Linked DNA regions of Mus musculus: region 1 is linked to region 2. The links are chromatin contacts, called in public Hi-C maps. All regions are on one chromosome and are shown on one strand. The core of a region is the stretch at or near the end of the contact, and the rest is flanking DNA. Distances in the headings are between cores, read along the strand shown. Region 1 overlaps Gm15212 (a long non-coding RNA gene). Region 2 holds the start of S100g (S100 calcium binding protein G).

Region 1 (6,509 bases), core at 391-2,890, 290 kb before region 2:
AGAGATCTAACTCCTAAAAGTTGTCCCCTGACTTACAAACACACATACATACACACACATACCACCCATTTGGGGTTTGTTAGAAAGGTTGTATAGAGTTTCCATCATAAGGGTGAAAATGTTCTTGTGGTCTGCTGTACTACCACAGGAAAATAGTTAACTATATACTATACAGTACACTGAATTTTTTAAGAGAGTCAACTTTTATCATGGGAGAGTCAACTTTTAATGGGAGTCAACTTTTATCATGGGAGAGTCAACTTTTATCATGGGAGTCAAGTTATGATTTTTACCATGGTAAAAAGTTCATATCAAACAATAGTGAAGATACATTTAACAGTAGCTCTAAGCCCTGTTAAGATAAGATACAGGTCCGGGGATGCAGCCCATTGATGGAGCATTTGCCTAGTGTCCCCAAGACACTGGTCTTGATCCCCAAAAGTGGGGGAAAAGATACAAATAAGTGTTCTCATAATAATCATGTATATTAAACATTGTAGGCCTGGAAATATGGCTTGGTCATTAAGAGCACAAACTGCTTTTCCAGAGGACCCAAGTTGAGTTCTCAATTCCCCAGCCAAGCTCCAACAACCAGGGATGTATGCCCTCTTCTGGCCCCAGAGGGCATCTGCATGCACAGGCACAAACTCACACACAGATACATTAGAAATAAAAATAAATCTTTTAAAATATTTAACATATTTTAGTTCTAACCATTGCAATAAGGTATAAATTAGAAATCAACATAAAAGTATCATTACAAGCTGGGAACATTTCATGCATATCAAACGATATAAAATCCATGAAAAAAAACTTTAAACTGGTTTTTAAGTTCAGTAAAGTAGCTGCATATGAAATAAATATACAGAAAATACTAATTTTCCTCTAAAAGTAACCATACAGGATAGATACTTGAAAAACAGATTACACTGCCAGGAATAACAAAGATATAAAATACCCATTTAATAAACACAGTGAACCTCAATGGTAAGTAAGCCCTTGCTCTTTCAAAGCATACCACGTTCCTGGCGTCAAATAGAGTAGTAAATGGGGACTAGTCTAACACTGAGGAAGTAACACATTCTGCTTCCTTGCCTGGATGCCATGTGCCCGCATTTAAAGATGTTTTAAAGTGTTGACAAACTGTAGCCTCCTTTTCCCAAGTGTGTTGCTCAGTGGAGACTCAAGCTACATAAAGGAGAATATGAAGGAAAAACAAGAAATCCAGGGTATTGATGAAAGGATCTTTCCCCACCCCCCCCCCAAAAAAAAAGAAATTTAAAAAAAACACCCTTGGAGTATCTGGCCCATCCAAAGATGTTTCAGACATTGTCAAGGGATATTTATTTGATCACATGTTGCCATTTTAAATTTAGCAAAAACCCTGGCTAAGGAACTTTCTCCTGCTTGCTTATTCCAATTTCTAGGTGTTTTAAATCAAGTCTCTAGTGGAAGACTACTCAAGTCCAAAATGGCCTCCTAAATGAATTTCTCTGTTGCTATGCAGCCCATTCATCCCATCATTCCAGAGTCCACCTTTCCTGAAAAGAAAGGGTGTCTCCTTATCGCTGAGCTACCCTCTGGGAAAGAGAAAGAACAAAAGGAGAAGGTTTGCTTAAGTGCAGAACAAAGCCTGCATTGTCCTCCTCCACCTCCTCTTTCCCAAATCCACAATACTACCCTCTAAGTAAGCTCAGTTGAGCAGTTGTACTACATGACAAGAAAAGGAGACGTTGCTCAAAACCAAAGTCCTTTCACCAAAAAGCTGTTGGCATCCCAACACAGTAGTAGATCAAACTCATATGCAAACAATTGCATTTCACATGATGATTTACCTAAACAGAACCTAGAATCTGCTGTAAAATGAGGACTTGCAAAATCAAAATGGTTCTTCCTTAGGTAGCTAAGTCTCTGAGCTGCTAGTTTTGCATGTCTTTAGAATGGAAAAAGCTCATAAACACAGAGTTCTCTGTAGCTGCTTTCTAAACACCACATAGCACTGCCTTTACTTTTATAAAAGAATGAAATGAGGCGGTGGAGGCACAGGAATCAACAGTTTAACACTTCAAGGTTATCCTTGCTTATGTAGTGAGTTCAAGGCTAGCCTGAACTATGTGAGACCTTCTTACAAAGATTTTTTTCAAGCTGAAAAATGTAACAACGTTTCTGTTAACATATATTTCTTTTTTATTATAAAGAACTTTTATCATACTGGGTTACATACAACCATTTTCATACCAGTAAATAAAGTGCTTTGAGTATATTCTCCCATCTACAGATATTTCTAAGAGATAAATGCTTTTTTAAATCAGATTGCTTTTTGGACTATAAGAAAAGTATAAAATCTGGCAGAGACACTGAAGCAATTTGCCTGGCTCTCAGAGAGAGAGAGAGATTTGATAAATTTTGACACAGAAAAGTAATAAATAAAATTATGTTTAAAAGTCTGTTTTTATATATACACATGGAAATTATCCTGCTTGAGTTTGAGGTATATTTTTTCAAAGCAATGATATTAAACTGTCATGGTATTAAGGCAGAAAAGAATCCCTGTATTCACCTAGGCAAGATGGACTATCAAATAAGATTTTGTTCTAAACAGTAAATTTTTTTATAGAAAACATGTAGCATTTCTGTGATAAGCCTAAACATATCTTCTTAGTTTCATAATATTGTTAACTTTAATATTTAGTCATTTCTCTTTCTTGAAAGGAGATCACTCCTCTCTGTCACTTCAATTTGAAATTTCTTAAGTTTTGCTGTAAAGAACCTCTTGCAGGTAAAGACATAACTAACCATAGCAATAATAAAGGAATTCCCAAGCTTTGGCCAAAAAAAAGGCATTTATAACTTGTTTTTCAATATAGCTTTCAATATTAATTTCAATGACAGCTCATCTCTGACACATTCCTTAAGTTCCAGTTCATGTCCATGCCTCTAAAGCTCTCCTTCCTGTACCCCATGACAGTTACTACAAGAATAGAAAAGTAACTTTCTGAACCAATCAGGAACCCAGGTCTTGGTGAGAGTATATATTTACAAATATAATAAACTTGATGTTCCTGTTTTGAGTTTTCAGAATGACTGTAGCACACTGTTCCTGTGTGAAACTATTCAAATATGGCACTGTTCCAGTGTGACACTGCTCCTGGGGAGATCCAACACACATGCCAGTGCACGCGTGTGCGCGCACACACACACACACACACACACACACACACACACACACACACCTACTCACTCCAGATAGGAAAAGGAAGACAGACAAAAATATCAATACCAATAATACCAACAAAGTCCAGTGTGGTGAAGCTATGAGGGTTTTGGAGTTAGCTGTAGGAGATTTGGGTAAGGAGCTACTGGAAAGATCAGGGTTAATAACTCCCAGGCAATAGCAGCAGTGCAGGCTCACCAGAGCACTGGTGATGACTCCAGGAAGCTGGAGCCCTGGCGCCCTGGAGCCCTCTGGAGCCCTGGAGCCCTCCTCAGGACATTTGTTTTGTTGAGTTTTGTTTTGTTGTTGTTGTTATTTTTGCTATTTTTGTTTTGTTTTGAAATAGGGTTTCTCTGTGAAACAGCCCTGGCTGTCCTGGAACTCACTCTGTAGATCAAGCTGGCCTTGAACTCACAGAGATCCACTTGCCTCTGCCTCCCTGGTGCTGGGAATAAAGTTGTGAGGCACCACGCCCTAGCTTCCTCCTTAGGAATTTAAAGCTCCACAAGTTGGAAAGTCACTTCCTGGCAGCTATGTTGCTCTGCATCTCTTCAGGCGTCCTTGTTATTTATACGACCTTAAAGTGGGAGAACTGTGTGCATCTGCTAAATTTCAGAAACTTCTTGGTAATTTGGAGGTGTTTATTTTCTGATTTCCTGAGTCTGGTGGCAACTCCCTTTAGAACTTCCTGGGACTAAACCTGTGACATGCTTCACTATTGCCTGGTGCATAGTATTTATTAGGACTGTATTCAGGGCTACAGCATTTTCTATTCCCTTGTTATTATGAGGAAACTTTACTCTAACTTCTTTGGGAATATTATGATTGTGTGTGTGTGTGTGTGTGTGTGTGTGTGTGTGTGTGTGTGTGTGTGTGAGTGTGTGAGTGTGTGTGTCAGTTTATGTGTGTGTGTGTGCATGCGTGAGTGAGACTTAGCAAGGAGGCTCTGTTCTGAGAAATGCACCATTAATCCATGCCATCCCAAGTGTACTTCCATGAGCCTCGACAGCATGTCTCCATCACTCTCATGGTCTTTTCATGCAATCAAGTGATATAATACACATGAGATAGTGCTGAGATATCACAGCATTACTGTTTCACAGGAAAGTTTGCTATATGTGTGCTACCTGTGTGGTTGTACATGTATGTAGAAGTCGGAGATCAATGTCAGATATCTTAATCATCCTCCACTTTTTCTTTCAAGACAGGGGCTGTCACTGAACCCAGAGAGTTCACCGATTTGGCTAGACTGGCTATCCAGCAAGCCTCGGGGATCATCTGGTCTCCATTCCCCAGTAGGAGAATTACAAGTATGCACACCAGGCCCAGCTTTGTACCTGAGTTCTGGGGATCAAACTCAAGTCTTCATGCTTATGCAACAAACACAACACCAACTTGGCCATTTTCCTACATCAGCTTTTTTTAAAAAAAACAGGCTTCTGCTACTTTAGAGTAAATTCTAAAATAATGATTCTAAGTACAATACAGTACATACATAAAGTAGTTATCATTGTAAATACATAACATTGTTATTATCATAATAAATACATATACCAGTGAAATAATTATTATCATTGTTAAGTATTATGTACTGTGCATAAGAAATGTATTGCTATGTTTTAATTCAACTAGCTGTGCAATAGGTTTGTTTCCAACAGCATCTCAACAGACACATGAGTGATCCAATGCATCACAGCATTACCATGACTACAGCATCATTTAGGGGATAGGAATTCATTCTTCAGCTTTGTTATAAACTTATGAGACCACCACCTCCCATGCAGTCCATGTTGGACCGTAATATCACTGTTTGTGGCACAGATATATATATCATCTCCTAAAGCAGTCTTCTCAATATACTTAACACATTAAATATTTCTGCCTAATAACAAATTTACATATTTCATAATTTTCACTTGTTTATTAATCTATTTATTCACTTTACATATGAATATCAGTCCCTCTCTCCTCTCAGTGACCCCCTCATGCAGATCCTCCCCCATTCCTCCCTCCCCTTCTTCTCTGAGAAAGGGGAGACCTCCCTGGGTATCACCCCACTCTGGTACATCAAGTCACTGCAAGATTTCGTGCATCCTCTCCCACTGAGGCCAGACAAGGTGGCCCAGTTAGGGGGACAGAATCCACAGGCACACAACATACTCAGGGTCAGCCCCTGAACACCTGGAACACCAGTTGTTGGGATCTGCATGAAGACCAAGCTGCACATATGCTACATATGTGTGGGGAGGCCTAGGTCCAGCCCATGTTTGCTCTTTAGTTGGTGGTTCAGTCTCTGGGAGCCACCAAGACTATAGGTTAGTTGGCTCTGTTGGTCTTCTTGTGGAGTCCCTATCTCCTTCAGGTCCCTCAATCCTTCCACCAACTCTTCCACAAGACTCTCTGAGCTCCATCTAATGTTTGGCTGTGGGTCTCTCTCTGCATCTATTTCCATTAGCTGCTGGGTAGAGCCTCTCAGATGACAGATATGCTAGGCTCCTGTCTGCAAGTATAACAGAGTATCCTTAATAGTGTCAGGGATTGGTTCTTGCCCTGGGATAGGTCTCAGTTTGGGCCAGTCATTGGATGGTCATTGACTCCATATCTGTTTCATCTTTGTTCCTGTACTTCCTGTAGGCAGGACACATATTGGGTTAAAGGTTTTGTGGGTAGGTTGCTGTCCTTATCCCTCCCCTGGGAGTCCTGCCTGACTATTGGAGGTAGCCACTTCAGGCTCCATATACCCCACTGCAAAGAGTCTCAGCTAGAGACTCCCTGGGGCCTCCCTCCTGTCTCAGGTCTCTGGCACATCCTAGAGATGCAACCCCTGACCACTGCCGATTTTCATTCTCTACCAACTTCTCTCTCCCTACATCTGATACCACCCCTGCCCATTTGCCCTTCACATCCTCTCTCCCACCTAGTTTTCTCCCTCCATCAACCTCCAATGTCTATTTTATTTCCCCTTCTGAGAAAGATTCAAGCACCTTGCCTTGAGCCCCCTTTGTTATATGGGTTTTGGGGGTTTGTGGAGTGTAGTCTGGCTATCCTGTACTTTATAGCTGATATCCATTTATCAGTGAATACATACTATGCATGTCCTTTTGGGTCTGGGTTACCCCACTCAGGGTATTTAACATGAATCCCATCTGGCATCAGTAGCAGCAATCTTAGAATGAAGTTTGTTCTTGCATCTTAGGAAACTAGTGCAGACAATGCCTTAAAGATTCTTTATGCCTAAGGTTTGGGACTCATTTCTCTTTTGCAGAACTATAAAGTGGTGGAGAAGCCTCAGAGG
Region 2 (6,703 bases), core at 925-3,424:
CCAAAGGTAGCCTGGAAAACACTGTGACTTGGACTAAACAAAGAGATTCCATCTCAAAAACCAAACCAACAGCAACCCAAAAAAGATGTTGGAGGAAAAACTATGATTAGTCACCAAAACTCACTTCCTCCCAGGAGACTAGAACTTACATGTAAAACAAAGAAACAAACCAACCAAAATACTGGACAATTTTTAAAACCCTTTTTAAAACATTGCCCAAATCAGAGTCCTATTGTATAAAATCATCAACTAAAACCCATGCCTGTTAGACATGGTAGCACACACCTGTGATCCCAGCACTGCTGAGGTGGAGGCAGAGGGATCAGGAATTCAAAGTCATTCTTAGCCAGACTGGGCCATATGAGAGACCTGGTCTGTAAAAATAAACAAATAAATATAGAGTTTGGAGATATAATTCAGTGCATATGCACAAAGATCTGAATTTGGATCCCAACACGCATGCCAGGCCTGGCTGTACGGGTGCCTGTGAGGCCAGCACTATGAGAGAGGGGACCAGATAGGTGGTTTTACTGGGCTTTCTGGCCACCAATCAAGCTCAGGTTCCATTCGAGACCCTATCTCAAGGGAATAAGGTATAAGACTGATAGTGCAGGACACCTGATATCCTATAGATCTGTATACACATGTATGTACATGTATATACCACACACACACAAAAGACAGACCTACCTGCCTACTGACAGACTGACCTAAAGTGCCACTAACTCTAACGGGTTGGTTAATACAGAAAGTCTGTACTCGAGTCAGATAAATTACAATAAAACAGCCAAAACCTATGGAATAATAAATGCTCAGGACTGACCAGAATCATGTAAGCAACACCACAGCATTTCATATTTGCTCTCCAATGTAAATAAGGTCCTAAAATTTTAGACATGAAAAACATCTGGGCAAAGAACAGCCCAATATTCCAACCCTGAGTTTGTAGGTAATATACTGTAGGTTAGAGAAAATTCTAAGTATCCAAGTGTTTAAAAGCCATTAACAGACTTCTGAAGTCAATCTGGAGTCCCTACCTGCGAGTTCTAATCAGCATTAGAGTAATGTCCTACTTAGTTCATGGACAGAACTCTATCCAGAAAAAAACAAAAACAATTTCATCTCTAATTTCAAATCCTGGCTATTCCAAAAGTTCTGAAATAGTTCTAAGTGTTTAAGTACAACTCCAGTGTTTTTGTGAGTTTTAGAATGATTTAACAAAATATATTTTATTACACACTGGAGAAATACAGCTGGGCATGGTGACACAAACTGCTCACTCCAACACAGGAGGCAGAAGGAGGCAGATCTCCATGACTTCAAGGCTAGCTTGGTCATAGCAAGTCCGAGGTCAGCCAGGAATAAGAGGAAGGGAAGGAGGGAAGGAGAAAGGAGGAGGTGAGAGGACGAGGAAGGGATGTAAGTATAATGAGAAATAAAAGGAGAGCTGAGACTAATAATCCAAAAAGAGAGAAATCGCTTTGCCAAATAAAATCAGGAATTTTTATCTATCTTCCCATTTCTTAAACCTGCTTCTGAAGCAACCAATCCCCCTCATCTACTCAGTGTAGTAAATGCTAAAGAGCCTAGCACGCACAAAGTGTCCGTATAACTTCCAGGGCCATGCTCTAATTTTTCTATATATAATTTATGTTTATTCTATGGACCTTGGCGTTTTACCTGCATGTATGTCTGTGTGAGGGTGTCAGAAACCCTGGAACTGGGGTTACAGGCAGGTGTGAGCCACCATGTAGGTGCTGAGTCCCCTGGACAAGTACCTCTCAAATGCTGAGCCATCTCTCCAGCACCCCGCAACCCCCCCCCATTTTGTTCTTTTAGAAGCCATATAGTATTGTCCGTCTGTGACAGATTTTTTTTTTTCTGAGTAGGAAATTTTGTTTTCCAAGCCTAAATCTGCAATTCCACTGCATTTCGAAATGTGGGCTGTGCGCAAGGTCAAAATTCTATACTGGAGGGAAAATATTCTAAAGGAGAAGAAAATCCAGATTTTACCCTTGGGACTCTGAACCATTAAGCAATTGTTGAAGTAGCTCTCTATTGAAGCTTGACCTTAATTGAGAGTCTTAAGCTTGGTTTCAGAAACCATTAATCATTACCCTTAAATAGTAAACAAAGGGGAATTTCACAATCAGGGTGGTGTGTCTGTAAAGACTATAAAAGAGCCCCTCCTGGCTCTTCAGCCGCTATCACCTGCTGTTCCTGTCTGACTCCTGCAGCGGTTGCACTGACTGGTGAGCAGGTCAGTGTGGTCTTAGCATGCTCTTGTGGGCTTCTGGGGGTAGAACCCAGGGCTTCCAACAGGCTAAGCAAGCCTCCTCCTATGCTCCCTGACCCCTAACCCGACTGCTTTAAAATATACTGGAAGCCACTCATGATATTCCCACCTGTCTCCTCGCCTCTCCCTTTTTTTCTTATTCTCCCCCTCGTCTTTCCCAAGGGAGGGGGGATCGCAGGAAAACCCTGTTGGCAACACTTGGTATAAAAGCGCCACCTGAGCTTTTTTTTTTTTTTTTTTTGGTACATCTTATTTTCTTCTCAAATTACAGGCCAGCAAAATGTGTGCTGAGAAGTCTCCTGCAGAAATGAAGAGCATTTTTCAAAAATATGCAGCCAAGGAAGGCGATCCGGACCAGCTCTCCAAGGAGGAGCTAAAGCTGCTGATTCAGTCAGAGTTCCCCAGCCTCCTGAAGGTGAGTGCACACCCTGACAGGCACAGCCGGGGGCAGCAGCCTTTCTCTGGTGGTGAGAGAGAAGCCATAGATGAGGGCTGAGGGCCACCTCAGGAAACCCCTGGGGGGACAAGGCCGCAGAGAATCCAGGGTCTAGCAAAGACTAAACAGGTATTCTATCACAGAGCTACAGCCACAGTCCACAGAACTTTTGTGTTTTGTGTGCACACACACACACACACACACACACACACACACACACACACAGCTGAAAATATAACATAGCCTAGTGTTTCCTAACTTTCTTTTTTATTTAATTTAATTTTTACTTACTCACTTTACATTCCGATCACTGCCCCCCCCTCCTGGTCACCCCTCCCACAATCCTTTCCCCCCATCCCCTCTCCCCTTCTCCTCTGAGCAGGTGAGGGCCCTCCCTGGGTATTCCCTCACCCTAGCATATCAAGTCTCTGCAGGGCTAGGTGTAATCTCTCCCACTGAGGCCATATGGGCAGCCCAGCTAGAAGAACATAGCCCACATACAGGTAACGGCTTTTGGGATAGCCCCCACTCCAGCAAGCTGTACATCTGCTACATATGTACAGGGAAGTATTTCCTAATTTTCTTACAATTCAAAATAACATTATGTGTTATTTTGTTATTATATGTTGCTGGGACTTAAACACAAGACCTCAGATATGTATGTGGACATTTGCTGCATGGTAAAGTATACAGACTTGACACTGGTGAAGTGTCCACATAAAAATGGCGAGATGAGGGTTGGAAAGGTTTGGTTCACAGCAGGCACAGGGCTGCTGACGCCATCCGTAACTCTGATCTCAGGGAGAGATCCAACGCCCTCTTCTGGCTTCTATGGGTACCAGACACACGTGGCACATATTCATACATGCATCCAAAACACACATACGCATAAATTTTTCTTTACATTTTTAAAAATAAATAAATAAATCTTTTAAAAACTGGTTACATGATAAACTGTTAGAATTTTATCGCTTTTGGAACAGGGTCTATGTAGCCCAGTATAGCCTAAAACTCACTGTGCAGTCCAAGCTAACCTCAAATTCAATGCAATCCCCCTGCTTCAGCCTTCTAAGCAGTTGGGATTACAGGTTTGAGCTACCAGGTCTAGTTTGAAGAACATTTTTAAAGATAAAGACATTTAGATCTCATAAAATACATCAAGATGCAGATTGTAACTATTAAATAATAATAAATGTGCTATGTACTGTGCAAGTTTTGCAAAGAACCAGGGGATGAAGAGACAGCTCAGCGTTAGCCATATGATGTGCTTTCCAAAAGACCCGGATTCCGATCCTAGCACTCATGTCAGGTAACTCACAACCACCTGGAGCTCCAGAGGACTCGATGCCAGTTAATGGCCTCTGAGAGCAACTGCACTCACATGTACATGCCCACACACAGGCACACACATAAACACATGAGAAAATATTTGTAAATACTTTGTAAGGTATTGTAGTGCACATATCTAATCTCTGACCTCCGGAGACAGCGGCAGGCGGATCACTGCTGAGTTCAATACTAATCTGATCATAGTGGGTTTCAGGCTAGCCAGGGCTACTGAATAAGACTCTGTCTCAAAGATGAATAAAATTAAAAAGACAGACAGACCCCCCCAAAAGCACCGTTCCAGCTGAAGCTGGTTTCACCCCACCGACCATCAGATTGTCAGTGGCACATGACTGAAGCTGAGGCTGCCTTCTCAGAAGAAAAACCCAGTGCCTCTAACTTGAGAGACGTGCTGCAGTATCGTATCTAAATTGTCTTCCTTCCCCTCCCCCATTCTTTTTTGTCTAAAAGCAGGCTTCAAGTACTCTGGACAATCTCTTTAAGGAGCTGGATAAGAATGGCGATGGAGAAGTTAGTTACGAAGAATTCGAAGCTTTCTTCAAAAAGCTCTCACAATGAACAAGTCAGGAAGAAGGAGTTCCAACAGCACCTACTGATTGAACGCACGCTCTCCAATCCTGAAGCTCTAGCTGTGCGATTATGATACATACTGTTAATAAAGCAAGTTCGGAGACACGTCTCTCTTATCAAGTACTGAGTCTTGATTACTGACATTTCAGAGGAACCTTACTTAGCCTGATGCGCTTACTTGATTTTTTTTCTGAATTTTTTTTAACATTTATTTATTTATGTGGTGTGTGCTTATTGCACACATGTACATCTGAGCAAGTACATGCACCAGCAGCTCATAGTACATGTGTGGAAGTCAGAAGACAACACGGAGAGAAGGTTCTCTCTCTCCTACCATGTGGGAGTGGGTGAGAGGTCAAACGCTGGCTGTCAGACTTGGTGCAATGTACCTTTCCCTTCCTGAGCCATCTTTCTGAGATTAAAAAGACAAGTCACCACGTCCTAATTAAGTTCAGTAGGTCATACACACCAAAATACGGCACGAGGGTAGAAGGGGGCATATTGGAAAGAGGATAAATTTCATCAGAAGGAAAAGGGAATGAGACAGGCTGATGGGGGTGAGAAGGACTAAAAGTCATCATATAGCATAAAGCCATCAAAGAATATTGTTTTATTTTAAAAGTAAAAAAAATAATTATATATTGCAAGGAATTGTGGCTCATGCTTGTATTCTCAGCATTTGATAGGTGGAGGTAGAAAGATTGAGTTCAATGTCAGATCCACTTCCATAGAGTTTAAGGCTACCCTGGCTACATGAGACTATGTCACACACACTCAAAAAAAAAGGTTTGTTGCTGGGTTGGGGTTTTTTATTATTCACTTTTATTTTGTGTATTTGCCTGTCTGTGGTAAATGTGCACCTTTGTACCATGCCTGTGGAGATCATAATGGGCATCAGATCCCCTGAAACTGGAATTACACACAGAAACAAACAGCTCTGAGGGTGGGTGGAACTGAACCTGGGACCTTTGTAAGAGCAGCGAGGAGCTCTGAGCCATCTCATCAGCCCCTTACAAAAAGACTTTTAAAAATGGGATACATGTGGGTGGCATGAGTTATACATATGCACACACACACACACACACACACACACACATGATGCTACAAAGGAAACATGTCGGGAGCGGTAAGGTTCTGGGGAGAGCTGGAGGGTGGGGATGTGCAGATAAACTTGGTGGAGGAAGAAGTGGCTAAAGAGCAAGGAGCCACGCAGGCTTCTGTGACACCTTGAAGAGTTTTGATCTACTGCACACAGTGTATGATCTGACATTGCTCCGGGCTTACCGGTGAGACAACACAAAGGACCAAGGCCAGGGCAGTGGCTCTGTCCCCTGTCTTCACAGAAATCTCCACAGGGGATTGAACCCTCCCCTACAGGTTCATGAACAGGCGAGTCAGCTTCTACCAAACAATACAGGTTGTACCCCTATTTGCCTTGAGTACATAAACATCCCCTAATTGGCTAAAAAGTGATCTATAAGCTCATGTGATAAACAATAAAGTTAGATCTGCACTCTGAGGCTGATCTCTGGAGTCTGAATCCCAGGCATCATAGAGTCCATCTTCACTAACCCCCACTTCCTGGTTCCTGGTCCCACAGGTGTGATCAAGACACAATGCCATATACATACACAAAATGTGTATGAGTTGTCAAATAATAGGGTTTTTCTTTTTTAATTTAAAAAAAAAGTAAACATGGGGCTAAAGATAGCTCAGGAATTAAGAGCACTGGCTGCTCTTGCAGAGGACCCAGATTTGGTTCCCAGCATCTATACTGTGGCTCATAACCATCTGTAACTCCAGTTCCAGGGTATCCAACACTCTCTTCTGATGTCTGTGGGTACCAGGCACATATGGTAGCATATACATATATATATATATATATATATATATACACACACACACACACACCCACACACACACACACACACTTGCAGGCAAAGCACTCACACCTATTAAAAATAGGTAAAAATGAAACTTGGCTCTACACATAAATATGTGTAGAGGAAAAAGTGGGGCTAGGGAAGTAACGTAACAGGCTATTAGAGATTGTT

The links. Hi-C and Micro-C count contacts between places; a contact is called where the count stands out from the background.
Region 1: a contact with region 2 is called in a Hi-C map of embryonic stem cells, with 1.9 times the contacts expected there. The contact joins the enhancer-like site here to the promoter of S100g in region 2. A contact is called at or near these places in 3 of 39 promoter capture datasets (the 3T3-L1 cell line, the C10 cell line and liver), 1 of 484 Hi-C or Micro-C datasets (embryonic stem cells) and 1 of 115 datasets of contacts at active chromatin or transcription factors (embryonic stem cells).

What each region holds. Positions count from the first base shown.
Region 1 is chrX:163,248,357-163,254,865 of GRCm38.p6, reverse strand. All of the region lies in intron 1 of Gm15212 (a long non-coding RNA gene), which reads right to left. Among named protein-coding and RNA genes, the nearest start is that of Gm15212, 5.7 kb to the right of the region's middle. Within about 2 kb of position 1,640, at least 5 of the 459 cell types and tissues checked have an H3K27ac peak or open chromatin away from gene starts, as enhancers often do. A contact at or near this core is called in embryonic stem cells, where this site is marked.
Region 2 is chrX:162,960,070-162,966,772 of GRCm38.p6, reverse strand. S100g (S100 calcium binding protein G) reads left to right here and starts at 2,174. Exons shown (of 3, transcript NM_009789.2): 1 at 2,174-2,260; 2 at 2,568-2,711; 3 at 4,533-4,781. The coding sequence starts at 2,577. The coding sequence ends at 4,637. The region is part of intron 13 of Ctps2 (cytidine 5'-triphosphate synthase 2); the gene reads right to left.